3 separate regions of the Sus scrofa genome follow, and all the other regions are linked to region 3. A link is a contact called in public Hi-C data. All regions are on one chromosome and are shown on one strand. Each heading gives the region's core, a stretch centred on a gene start, on an enhancer-like site or on the middle of the called end of the contact. The rest is flanking DNA. Distances are from core to core; before and after follow the strand shown. Region 1 has its middle 190 kb from the start of PDZRN3. Region 2 has its middle 140 kb from the start of PDZRN3. Region 3 overlaps PDZRN3 (E3 ubiquitin-protein ligase PDZRN3).

Evidence for each region. A called contact is a pair of places that touch in the nucleus more often than the background predicts.
Region 1: a Hi-C map of fetal skeletal muscle shows a contact between it and region 3, with 2.0 times the contacts expected there. The contact joins two enhancer-like sites. A contact is called at or near these places in 1 of 5 promoter capture datasets (liver), 21 of 47 Hi-C or Micro-C datasets (alveolar macrophages, brain, embryonic fibroblasts and 14 more) and 1 of 2 datasets of contacts at active chromatin or transcription factors (skeletal muscle).
Region 2: a Hi-C map of skeletal muscle shows a contact between it and region 3, with 4 times the contacts expected there. The contact joins two enhancer-like sites. A contact is called at or near these places in 2 of 47 Hi-C or Micro-C datasets (embryonic fibroblasts and skeletal muscle) and 1 of 2 datasets of contacts at active chromatin or transcription factors (skeletal muscle).

Annotation. Positions count from the first base shown.
Region 1 is chr13:55,096,996-55,100,917 of Sscrofa11.1, forward strand. No RefSeq gene overlaps it. Among named protein-coding and RNA genes, the nearest start is that of PDZRN3, 190 kb to the left of the region's middle. Within about 2 kb of position 2,261, at least 19 of the 83 cell types and tissues checked have an H3K27ac peak or open chromatin away from gene starts, as enhancers often do. A contact at or near this core is called in fetal skeletal muscle, where this site is marked.
Region 2 is chr13:55,045,652-55,049,282 of Sscrofa11.1, forward strand. No RefSeq gene overlaps it. Among named protein-coding and RNA genes, the nearest start is that of PDZRN3, 140 kb to the left of the region's middle. Within about 2 kb of position 2,045, at least 3 of the 83 cell types and tissues checked have an H3K27ac peak or open chromatin away from gene starts, as enhancers often do. A contact at or near this core is called in skeletal muscle, where this site is marked.
Region 3 is chr13:54,782,140-54,785,965 of Sscrofa11.1, forward strand. All of the region lies in intron 3 of PDZRN3 (E3 ubiquitin-protein ligase PDZRN3), which reads right to left. Among named protein-coding and RNA genes, the nearest start is that of PDZRN3, 120 kb to the right of the region's middle. Within about 2 kb of position 1,987, at least 29 of the 83 cell types and tissues checked have an H3K27ac peak or open chromatin away from gene starts, as enhancers often do. A contact at or near this core is called in fetal skeletal muscle and skeletal muscle, where this site is marked.

The DNA.
Region 1 (3,922 bases), core at 1,011-3,510, 320 kb after region 3:
AAAAAAAGAGAGGAAAAAAATATATATGTATATAACTGGGTCAATTTTGCTATACAGCAGAAATTTAAGGAACATTGTAAATCAACTATACATTAATGAAAAAATTTTAAAAACATAATAGAAAGCAGGATCTTGAAGAGAGATTTGTATTCTTATGTTTGCTGAGGCATTATTCACAAAACGTAGATACAACCTAAGTGTCTTTTGGTGCATGAATGGATAAAGAATGTGTATTACAGATACAATAGAATATTACCCAACCTTAAAAAAGAAGACTATCCTTCCATATCCAACAGCATGGCTTAAACTTCAGGATATTATGCTCAGTGAAAAAGTTAATCACATAGGGAAAAATGTGGCATGATACCACTTGTAAGGGGCATATAAAATAATAGAATGCAGAGAGTAGAATGGTGGTTTCCTGGAGCCAGGCAGACGGGAAGTGGAGAGTTGCAACTCACTGGTGTAAAGTTTCAGTTATGCAAGGTGGTGGAGTTCTAAAGAACTGCATTGTGCCGATAGTTGACAATACTGTATTGTACACTTTAAAATGGGTTCGGAAGGAAAAACTCATGGTAAATGTTTTTTTTTTTTTTTTTTTCACAACAACAAAAAAAAATGAGGGGCTGGTTACATCATTCATTCTTAAGGAAAGTGAAAATAAACCCCTTGGTAAAAGGACAGTGACTATCCTTCAGGCTCTGTGATACCCTAATCAGTTTTTGTGACATCATAATGGCAAAGGCCCTAACTACCCTTAGTCATGTGCTGTGTGTGTGTGTCAAGCTCTTTATGAGGCACTCAAGTGACATAGCTCATATAACTTCAAAATTGACCCTGTGAGGAGTTCCCGTCATGGTGCAACGAAAACAACTTCAACTAGTATCCATGACGATTCGGATTCAGTGCTTAGCCTTGTTCAGTGGATTAAGGATCCAGCATTGCTGTGAGCTGTGGTGGAGGTTGCAGATGTGGCTTGGACCTTGAGTTACTGTGACTGTGCTGCATCTCGGATTTGACCCCTAGCCTGGGAACTACCATATGCGGTGGGTGCAGCCCTAAAAACCAAAAAAAAAAAAAAAAAAAAAAAGACCCTGTGAGGTAAACAATCAAAGGATGCAATCTCACCTTTTAACCTTTTACAGATGAGGAAGTGGAGGCTACCGGGAGTGTCAAGCCCTACGTCCATGTTCAGACTCTAAAGTGTGTTGTTTTAAAGCCAAAACCCCCCACTTTTCAAAACTGTGCCAGTTGTCTCATCAGTGCTAAAGCAAGTGTTTGCGGTTGACCCCTGGCGCCTGTGCCCTTCTTTCAGCTTCCTAATTGGGATGATAAAGAGATAGAAATGAAGTATCAACTGGGAGAGCCTTTAGCTTGGCTAGGGCATTCTCACATGGAAAGTATGAGGTGTTGTCACAGGAGTAATTGGCCACCTGGGAAGGAGAGGGAGAGCCATTTTGCTTATGAAAATCCAGCTGGGCTCTTGTGGATTCTCTTCGTAACTCTTTACGAGGAAGTGTCTTGGGTACGTTTTCTATTCCAAAAAGACTGCTGCTAAAATGATGTGGGTTAGGAATGTGACAGAGCTCTGGCCCCGGAGCATTTGGTATGGAAATAAACAGCAGGGCTGATTATCTCTATTCAAGCTTAAATAAAACCTTATGAAGAGCTCAGCTGGTCCCTCCCCCACCATCCCCACCTCATCTCTTAGGAAAGACCGATGAGTTTTGGAACATCTATTACGAGAGAGCTTTTCCTTTCCTCCTTCTTTCTCTCTTCTCCTGAAATGAGGCCCTTTACTCCCAGCTGAGAGCCGCGAATCAGCACCACCCTTCACTCTTTCCTAAAATGTCTAAAGGCTAAAGAAACCCCTAAAATATTTCCACCAGATCTCCTTCTCTTGAAATTTTAAAAGACTGCATTTTCAGAAATGTAATCAGAAAGAGTAGGATGCAACCGAGCTTTGTTCATTAAAGTGGTGTTTTGCAAGAGCCATTAGATGTCAAGTAAGTTTTATTTTTTAAAGTCTTCTCTCTGCTCCCACCTCCCTCCCCACCCCCAAGTCTTTTATCTTAGAACCAGGAAGTCACATTTTGCCAGCCAGCTATGAACTGTAACCACAAAAAGTTGGAGATTGGTTCAAAGCTCGGGACGCATGAGGCTTGAATATGTTTTAACCTTGGCAGAAGGGATCCCTTGCTCATTATGGGGGAATGTGCATCCGCGGGCTGATGGGGCAGCTGTGTTACTGGTGACACGGCTGATGGGTTGTTCTCACAGTCTGAGGACGGTGCGAGCAAAACAGCCTTGTTCTGGGAGGTACTGTCCAGGCTGGAAGGGGTTAGTTTTATTTTCCACTGGGACGTAGTTATGGAAAGAATCTGCCAGGATTCGCTCCCTTTCTCTGCTCTCTCTCTGAGCTCAGCCGTTAAGGGGAAGGTCCCCACTAGTTCTCTTCCACTGGGAAAGAAAAAGCTAAGCCGTCCTGAGCATTTGCTCTCACACTCAGAATCTAACAGGGGATTTTCTCTCCTTAGTTTCATCTCTTCCATTAACCTTCCTTGCCCCTCAGTTTTTCTGCTTCCCCGGAAGCAGCTCCAGTTCCCTGAGCATAACTTGTGTGGTGTGTTGTCTTCCTTAAAGACTTGCACATGATGGGACTCTTCAGAGGCCTTTCTCCTTCCTGAAATGGATGACTCCTTGAATATCATCTTTTGTGTCGAGGCTTCCATTAAAATGATCTGTCCCTCTAAATCTTCTTGGCCACCACTGCAAAGAGTTCATTGCTCTTTTCAATTTGTTTGTTTTACCTCCCTATTCTCATATTGATTTGTGAAAGCACTTTTGAAACGGATTATAAACTTCTATAAGTCTATTTAACTTTCCAGACCCATGTTGTCCAACAGAAATTTCTATAAGGTAGAAATGCTCTCTATGTACATTACATGATATGGTATACCTACTAGTCACATAAGGCTATCAAGCACTTAAAATGTGGCCAGTGCACTCCAGGAACTGAAGTTTTAATCTTACATAATTTTACTTAATATAAATATAAATAGCTGCCCATGGTTAGACAATGCCATATTGGACAGCACAGCCATAGACTATGAACTTCTTCAGGATAAAGTCAATGTAGTGCTCATTCCCTGGGCTTGACACAATGCCTGGTACATAGCAGGAGCTCAGTCAACATTTAGGGGACTCAACTATTGCATACACTTCTGATAATGATCCTATCAGGCTGATATTACTAACTCTAGTAATTTCGTCTCTAGATACATTAACAGAAATAAGACAAAAACAAAATGTGTCTCAGAGGAGTTAAGGGATGGAGCCACGCTCTGAACCAAAATTTGTTTAAAATAAATCCCCCGTTCTTTCTGTTTCCATTGGCAGTGCTTTGGTACTTAGTAAATATGCATGTAAGTGGTTATATAAATGAGATGGACAGAAGCAACATTTTACAGAACAGTTAATTGTTTTTATACAGTAAGACATACAAAGACTTGCTTATATAAAAGCCGTAAAAAGAAAAAAGGAAAATGGCAGGTTGGCATGGTGTTTGTGCATCTTCAGCATTGCGCACATGTTTAAAGGACGTATTGGCTAAATGGATTGCTTTTAACAGGAGTGTTTCATAAAAGAGAGGTTAAAACAGCCAACAAGTTGGGCAGCTGGGAAGCAACTTGTGACTGTTAATTTTCAAAAGATAGCCTCAGAGTTTGGTAGCTGAAGATCAACATGGTGGAGGTAATGCTGCCATCTACTGGTCATCATTCACAGTTAACTGGTATTACAAAGCTTAAAAAAAAATTCAAGATGGATGGATGATGTTACTTATTCTTTTAATTTGTTATTACCTAACTCTACGCATTAAAAATAGTTTCAAAATTATTCTAAATTTGAATAAAAACAGTAG
Region 2 (3,631 bases), core at 795-3,294, 260 kb after region 3:
ATAGGTCTCAGATGTGGCTTAGATCCCACTTTTTGTGGCTGTGGTGCAGGGTGGCAACTGCAGCTCCAATTCGACCTCTAGCCTGGGAACTTCTGTATGCCACCGGTGTGGCCTAAAAAGCATAAAAAAGAAAAAAAAAGTGCTTCTTTCTTGACTGTCTTACTAGAATGGAAGCTCTCTGATCACACAAAAGTTCTGTCTTATTCACTGTAGAATCCCTACAACAGCTACAAATGTAGTAGATACTGAATAACTACTAGTCAAATGAGTTCGTAGAATTGATCATTTATTGGAATTTGTATTTGTGCCAGACACAGGACAAGGTGTTACGAAAAAGGGATGATCAAGCCAATTCCTGCCCTCGAGAAGCTCACAGTCTCGACGGAGCATTTCCTGACATGTTCTCTTCCAGCCAGCAGCATCAGTATCACCTGGGAACTTATCAGAGAGGCAGATTCTCAGGCCCCACCTGGAGTTTGCAAATTAACAGTACTGGGGTTGGGGCAGCTGTCTGTGTTTTAATACGTCCTCCTGGCAATTCTGATGTGCTGCAGAGTTTGAAAACCGCTGTTCTAGAGGGGAACTCAGACCTAAACAAGCAATTATAGTTTAGTGGGGGCCAGTACTATTTGCAAACGCTTGACATTTTAAAGAAACACTTTGTTAAGAGTCAGGCTGCTGTGCCAGTATAAATAACCCCCCCCCCCAATCTACTTGTCATTTTCCATTTTCTTATCCTTTTCATTTTTCTAAAGGGAGTGAACATACACTTCAAACAGAGGGGAAAAAAAAAAAACAACAACAACAACAAAAATAAAACACAAATAGCAGGTCCAAGACCAGGGAGCTGTAGCCTTGTTTAACCAGTTTTCGAAATCCAGTTAAACTAGGCTATAACTCTTGAGGCTGGCCCACACTCTGCATTGTTGAAACTCCAGAATTTCCAAAGGGATGGAAACAAGAGGCTCAGTGTTGCCTGGTATTAGCCAACAGAACACCTAGACAATAGGAGTCACTCACAAAACCAGGACTTAATACAGAGCTCAGGATCTGAACCTCAGTGGAAAAGTAGCCTGTGTCCAAGAGAGCAGGCCAGTCTGATTTCAGCCTTCCTCTGTCTGCACTGACCACCTTGAGCGTCTCTGCTCACAGTTTCTGACTGTTGGCAAGAGCTATGGTCAGCACAATTTTTAGTGAGCACCAGTGGGCTATTTCCCTACTATCCTGACAAAGACCAATTGGCCTTTGCAGCTGTCTCTGATTTTAGCTGGAAAAAAAAAAAAAAAAGACTCCCCACCTCTGGACTTTTCTATCTCATATTTATCCACTGAGCAATACTTGGTAAACCTGTTTAATTGGTCTGAATAACTCAGACTTATTATCAGCTGATAAATCAGCAGGATATTCTTAGAAAATTAGGTTGGCCCTAATTGTGTTTTATTATTTTTTTAGGCAAGAAGATTTATTAAGATAGGATGCTTGCGAGAGGTGCAGGCGGACAGGCATGGAACCTCTCCTTAATCATATTTTAAAATTTGGAAGTATAGCACACACACACACACACACACACACACACACACACACACACAAGATAAAAAAGAAAAAAAAAAAGGGAAAAAGAGTTTGAGAGTTTGACTCAGTTTTGAAGCAGTGAAATTATTGGCCATTTCATATTTTCTAAGATGTCAGCTGAAGCCCATATGAAAACAGTTAAATGCTATTCTAAGAGAATCCAATATGCTAGGAATATGATAGGGGATGTTGAATGGAAAATTCTGTAATTACTATGTTCATATTTCATGGTAAAATATATTCAAGATTAACTGTATTCTAATGAAATGGTACATGTATCCAAAACATTTGGGAGCAGCTTTGTGGGGTGGGAAGGAGGAATAATTTAATTAGGCCACAGATAGAGTTTTCATAGAATTCCTTGCCGTACACAACTGGTTTTGAAACACTTCTTTCACAGCTTTGAGCAACCAGTTGTGAAATCTGCATTGCTAGGAAATAGAGCAGCCAGATCTTTTCTGTGCTACACACATGGGCCTGTATTTGATGCCATGGGAGCCATGAGGCTCAGGACAGACCCAAGGTATTGCTTGTATACACAAAGCCCTCTGTGGGTTTCACAAGCATCCACTGACTTTGGAAATCAGTCAATTCTTCTGAAAATATATACAATGTTAAACCACAGGCTGAGTTTTCAATGTTGTAAACATTCTCACAGCAAGAGCAAAAATAGCCCACGTTGATTCATGATCTGTCAGTGCTCACTCTTAAGAGTGGCCAAGAGGAGCAAAGAAGCAGGAAAGAAAGGAGTTTGGGGTGGTAGATGCAAACTATGACACTTAGAAAGGAAAAGCAATGAGGTCCTACTGGGGAACTATATCAAGTCTCTTGGGATAGAAGAGGATAGAAGGTAATATAAGACAAGGAATACATGTATATATATGACTGGGCCACTTTGCTGTACAGCAGAAATTGGCACAACACTGTAAATCGACTGTACTTTAAAAAGAGAGAGATAGACAGACAGACAGACACAGAGAGAGAGGGGAACAGAGAGGGAGACAGACAGAGAGAAAGGATAGATTTCAAATAAACCAGCAGGCCTAAGTACCCTGGAATTTTCAACCTGCCAGAAATTTCAGTGAAACAGTTCAAGGGCAAATCTTTCTTGGAGGCTCCTTGGATAATAATAAGACACCTTAGATGTGTGAAGGTGACCGGCACTGGCAGAGCTGCTGGCTGGCTGCCCACCTAGTTCCACGACTTTAGAACTTCACTTCGATTTTGGATTCACGCAAATATGAGCATCAGAGAGGAAACAGCCCCAGCTGATGTCCAGAGAGAATTTCTCATCAGGGCTCATCAGTACATCATTATTGCAAAGCAAGGAGGGGTTTTCCAGGCTTTCCCAATTCTCAATGTATCTTGTACTTAGAGAAAAAAGAATCACTGGATTCCATTCATGGGTTGAGGAGAGAGGGGAAAATGCAGGAAGAAATGGTGTTCATGATATTTATAATATGCACATAGGAGGAAAAAAAGAGATTCAAAATAAACAATATTGATTATGTGAATATTTTAATTGTATAGGTTTTTAAAAATTTAGTTAATGGTATTTTTCTTCAATTGTTCTCTATAGTTTTCATGGCAAATTTACTGAGTTTAATAATCATTTTTTAATAGGGGTGTTTTAAACTGATTTTTGTAAACCTTAATACCTGTTTAAATCCATCATACTTTCACATCATTCAAATGAGCTTGCTCCTGGATCTCACAGCCTCAATTTTAGAACTCATATTCACTGTTTGAGCCCACCATGTTTGCTCAATTTAATGACATATATGATTCTAGGAATTTCATAGATCACCAAGAAAGTTCTGTTTTTCTACTTCATCCAAGTACTTGAGTTCAAATCTCAGTTTCACAACTTATTCATCGTGTAAATTTGGGTGAGTTAAATACTTTTTCTGTAATTCAGCATCCTCATTTGTAAAATGGAGATAATAATAATACCACATAGGGTTGTCATAGAGGTTAAAATGAAATGATATAAATTAAGCACTTACGATAATACCTAGAATATCATAAATGCCATAGACACATTAGCTGATATTCTGAG
Region 3 (3,826 bases), core at 737-3,236:
AGAAAAGGCTACGAATGAACTCATTTGCAGAACAGACTCACAGACTTTGAAAAACTTATGGTTACCAAAGGGGACACGTGTGCAGGAGGGAGGGGTAGATTGGGGATTTGGGATGGAAATGTTCTCAAATTAGGTTGTGGTGATGTCTATACAACTATAAATATAATAAAATTCATTGAATGATTAAAAAGAAAAAAAACAGCCTCTTGCCTCCCCATCTAATCAACTGCAAGCAGCTACTTTCAGCTCTGATTGAATAATCAATTCTTGCCAGAAGATGCCTGAGTAAATACCAAACAGACAACTTCCTGCCTTGAGTCCTGGCCTGGGGTGGCTCTTTCCTAAGGAAAAAAACTGCTGCAAATGTTTCCACCTGAGGAAAACAGAGGCCAGAGCCTCCCTGCACCCATTCCTTGAAAGCAATACTTGCAAATGTTTTGAAAACAACAGATTATCTTTAAAGAAGCAGCAGCAACAACAGAAAGCCATTTGTTGCTTCCACCAGGCCTGATTCATTTGTTGTACACTGGGGGGTGGAGGTGGGGGATAGGGGTGGGGAGGAGAGGCGCTGCTCTACCAAATGTTTCCTATCAGAGACAAGTATTCTGATTATCAGCAAAACACTAGATGGATGTGCCAGCAACTTGGTCAACGACTGAGCTTGGGGATTCCATAGAATCCATACTACATTCTTTCTGCCTCTTGCCTCCGTCCATTTTCCTGTCTACGAATCTGCTGCCTGGCAATCAGGCATGACTGTAAGGAGTGGATTACTGTGAGAGATGAAATTAGTGCTCTTGTCTTGTCCCGGAACTCCACTCCTAGGTCTCAACCACAGAAGAAATACCAGCATGCATGCACAGGGAGAAATATGCAAGGCAGTTCACAAAAACACAAGACCAGAGTAGCCAACAACCTCGAGATCCAGGAAGAGGGCCATGGAAAATGTGTGTGTGCTCTAGGCTGGGGAAAAGGCCTGGACCAGAGAGAAATCTGAAAGACCCAGAAGTATGAAATACAGTGGGAAAGAACCCAGAGCAGATTCATAGCAGGGCTTGCCCTCTGCACCGGGGAAGGGTCTAGCTGGGGAGTGGGTGGGAGGCGGGTTCAGATCCAAGGAGGGCTTTAGATCTAGATGTAACATTCTACAACTCTAACACGAGACTATGAAGGAAACTGAGTTCAGATAGTCTCACTATATAAATAGAGGAAGAAAAAAAAAACCCTCTGAAAGTGGGTGTGGCAAATGGGACTACTTTTAGAGGGCAGGTGTACAGGTGACTCAATTTCTCCTTTGTGCTTCTCTCTTTTTCATTCTTTACCCTCAATAAAAAAAACACAAACACACCTTTCTCCTGTGGCCTTCTGGATGCCCACCATGAAGAACAAAAGCTACAATGCAAGAGACAAGGGCTAAAGCAGGAAGCAGGTACTGGCTATTTTTCATTTTTGGCTGGTCCACAGCATATGGAGCTCCTGCGCCAGGAATCAGATCTGAGCCAAGGTGTGAACTAAGCTGTCAGTGTGACACCATCAGATCCTTAGCCGCTATGCGGAGCCTGGGGTCAAACCCATATTGCCGTACGTCCAAGATGCTGCCAATCCCGTTGCGCCACAGTGGGAGCTCCCAGGTACTTGCCTCATTCCTTCTTGTTTGTGCCAGAAAAAGGATCCTTCTTTGCAACCCTGCCCCCGCCCCCGCCCCCGAGCCCAGTCCTGGATATCCGCTGATCCTCTTCTGCAGCCAGGGGCCCCTGGGGCTGGCTTTCGGGGTGAATCTGGTTGGATCCCATACTTGGTCTTGCTTGTGTCTTTGAACAGTCTTTGCAGGCAAGTTTTCCACTCTCGGGTTCCAAGTGCTCCAGGCGGTGGGAATGGTTTTGCTGCCAGTCTCCTCTTGAGGCTCGGGGCCTGGGGCAGCTCAGGGATGGAAAGAGAGTGTGGCCCTGTTTCTCACCGCCCCACAGTCCCGGCTGTAGCTTCGGCACACAAAGCGGGTGTTGCTGTAAAAAAGCCGTTCTGCTGGCACTCGGAAAACAAATCTGTAGAGGATCTGAACCAAGGCTCAGCCGCCAAACAGACATCTCATTGTGCTCAGGGTTTCAAAAAGGAGCCCTTCCGAAGTGGGGGCCTTTCAGGCTGACAGTTAAATCACAACGGCCGGTATTTACAGCAACAGCTTCCAACTGTCTGGCCGAATCCATCATATTCCTATTTCACAGAAACCAGGGGTGGTTAACAACACAGAAGCTGGGGGCGACCCGAAAGTAAAGGGCGGGTGAGCCAGAATGTGTGTAAGAAACCAGACCTTCCATACGGCAGGAGTTAACACATGCCTTCGCCTTTCGTAAACAAGTTTTGTTGTTGTTGTTTTTCAATCAAGTGACAAATGTAATAGATCAGAAGACACCCACACAGACAGGTCTTAAGGCAGCTTTATGCTCATTAAATCAAGTCCATTCCTGGAGCACTTTCAGCCGTGGGGGGGCTGGGGGTGGCAAGGAGGTTGCGTGATTCTTAGCTTCTTACTAAAAGCTTGGAAAGCAGAGCTCCGTGGGCCCAGAGCAGCAGCCAACCGTTCCAAATGCAGACAGGAAACACCTGGAACTCTGCGCCACTCGGGCCTGCACTTTACGTTTCAAAACAGAGGATTCTGAATTGTTCATAAATATTTGTCTTGTTTCAATAAAACACTCTTCAACCAGTTTCATAAACCCTCGGTTCAGAAGGCTCAAACATACACGCTACTAGTCGTCCACATTCTTTTAACATTGCATCTATTTATGTGGACGATATTCTGGAAACCTAAAACCCAAAGGAAGGCGTTTAATGGTGTCATAAGGGAATTGCAGGGCTTTTTTTGGGGAGGGGAGGACAAGTTTCCCCATCAATAAAGCCCAAATCATGCTTGTTTTCTGAAAAAGGTTTTTAAAAATACTAAATTGGAGTATAAATTAAACCCAAGTTTCCCTAACTTGCCCATTACAGTAAATAAAACCCAGACAAACCCTTCTAGGGACTTAGAAAAGGCCTTAGTATAACTGACAATTAAACCTCCAGCTATAGGGCAGAGTCAGACCAAGGGCTCTGGAGCCAAACATTCATACCTGCACGTCCATGAACATGTCAAACCCTTTAAAATATTTTAAAAAGCAAGTTTTAGACACTGCAACGAAAATTAACTCGGCTTTCTTGTTGAAAATTCAATTTCTGAAAGCTGTTTTCTTCCTATTTTTACTCTTCCAGATTTTCTACCATGTACGTAGACATGTATTGCTTTCATTTACTGTAAAATGTACTTTGATAATCAGAAAAATGAAAATGTCACACACACGTAGACATAGAGATGGAAGTGATCGGGGAGGAAAGGGAAAAGATGGGACCTGTCCGGAGCCGTTCAGAGATGCTGTGTGTCTCCCCCAGGAGAGCCCTGGGGTGCTGGGAGCACCTATGGAAATTACGAAGGCTGGTTCCAGGGCTGGGACTCTGCAGGGCGGGGGGTGGGGTGGGGGTGGGGGGCTGAGATGAGGCTCCAAGGAAGTACCAGCTGCATCCTTGAACCCAGCTTGCCTGCTGGGGCTCCCTGACTTCCCCCCCTGCAAACTTAGTCCTCCAAAGTTGACAAGAAAATGGAGAGGTTCAGGGTTCTCAAGAATTAAGTGGGAAAGTAGGTCATGAAAATATGAATAAAGACAGCAATGAGTGAGCTACGCTTCTCCTTTCTTCCTTCCTCTTCCTTCCTTTCACTCCTTTCTTTCTTCCTTTTCTCTTTTACTCTTCCTTTTTCTTTCTTCCTTTCTTTCTTTTTTTCTCTCTTCTCTTTCTC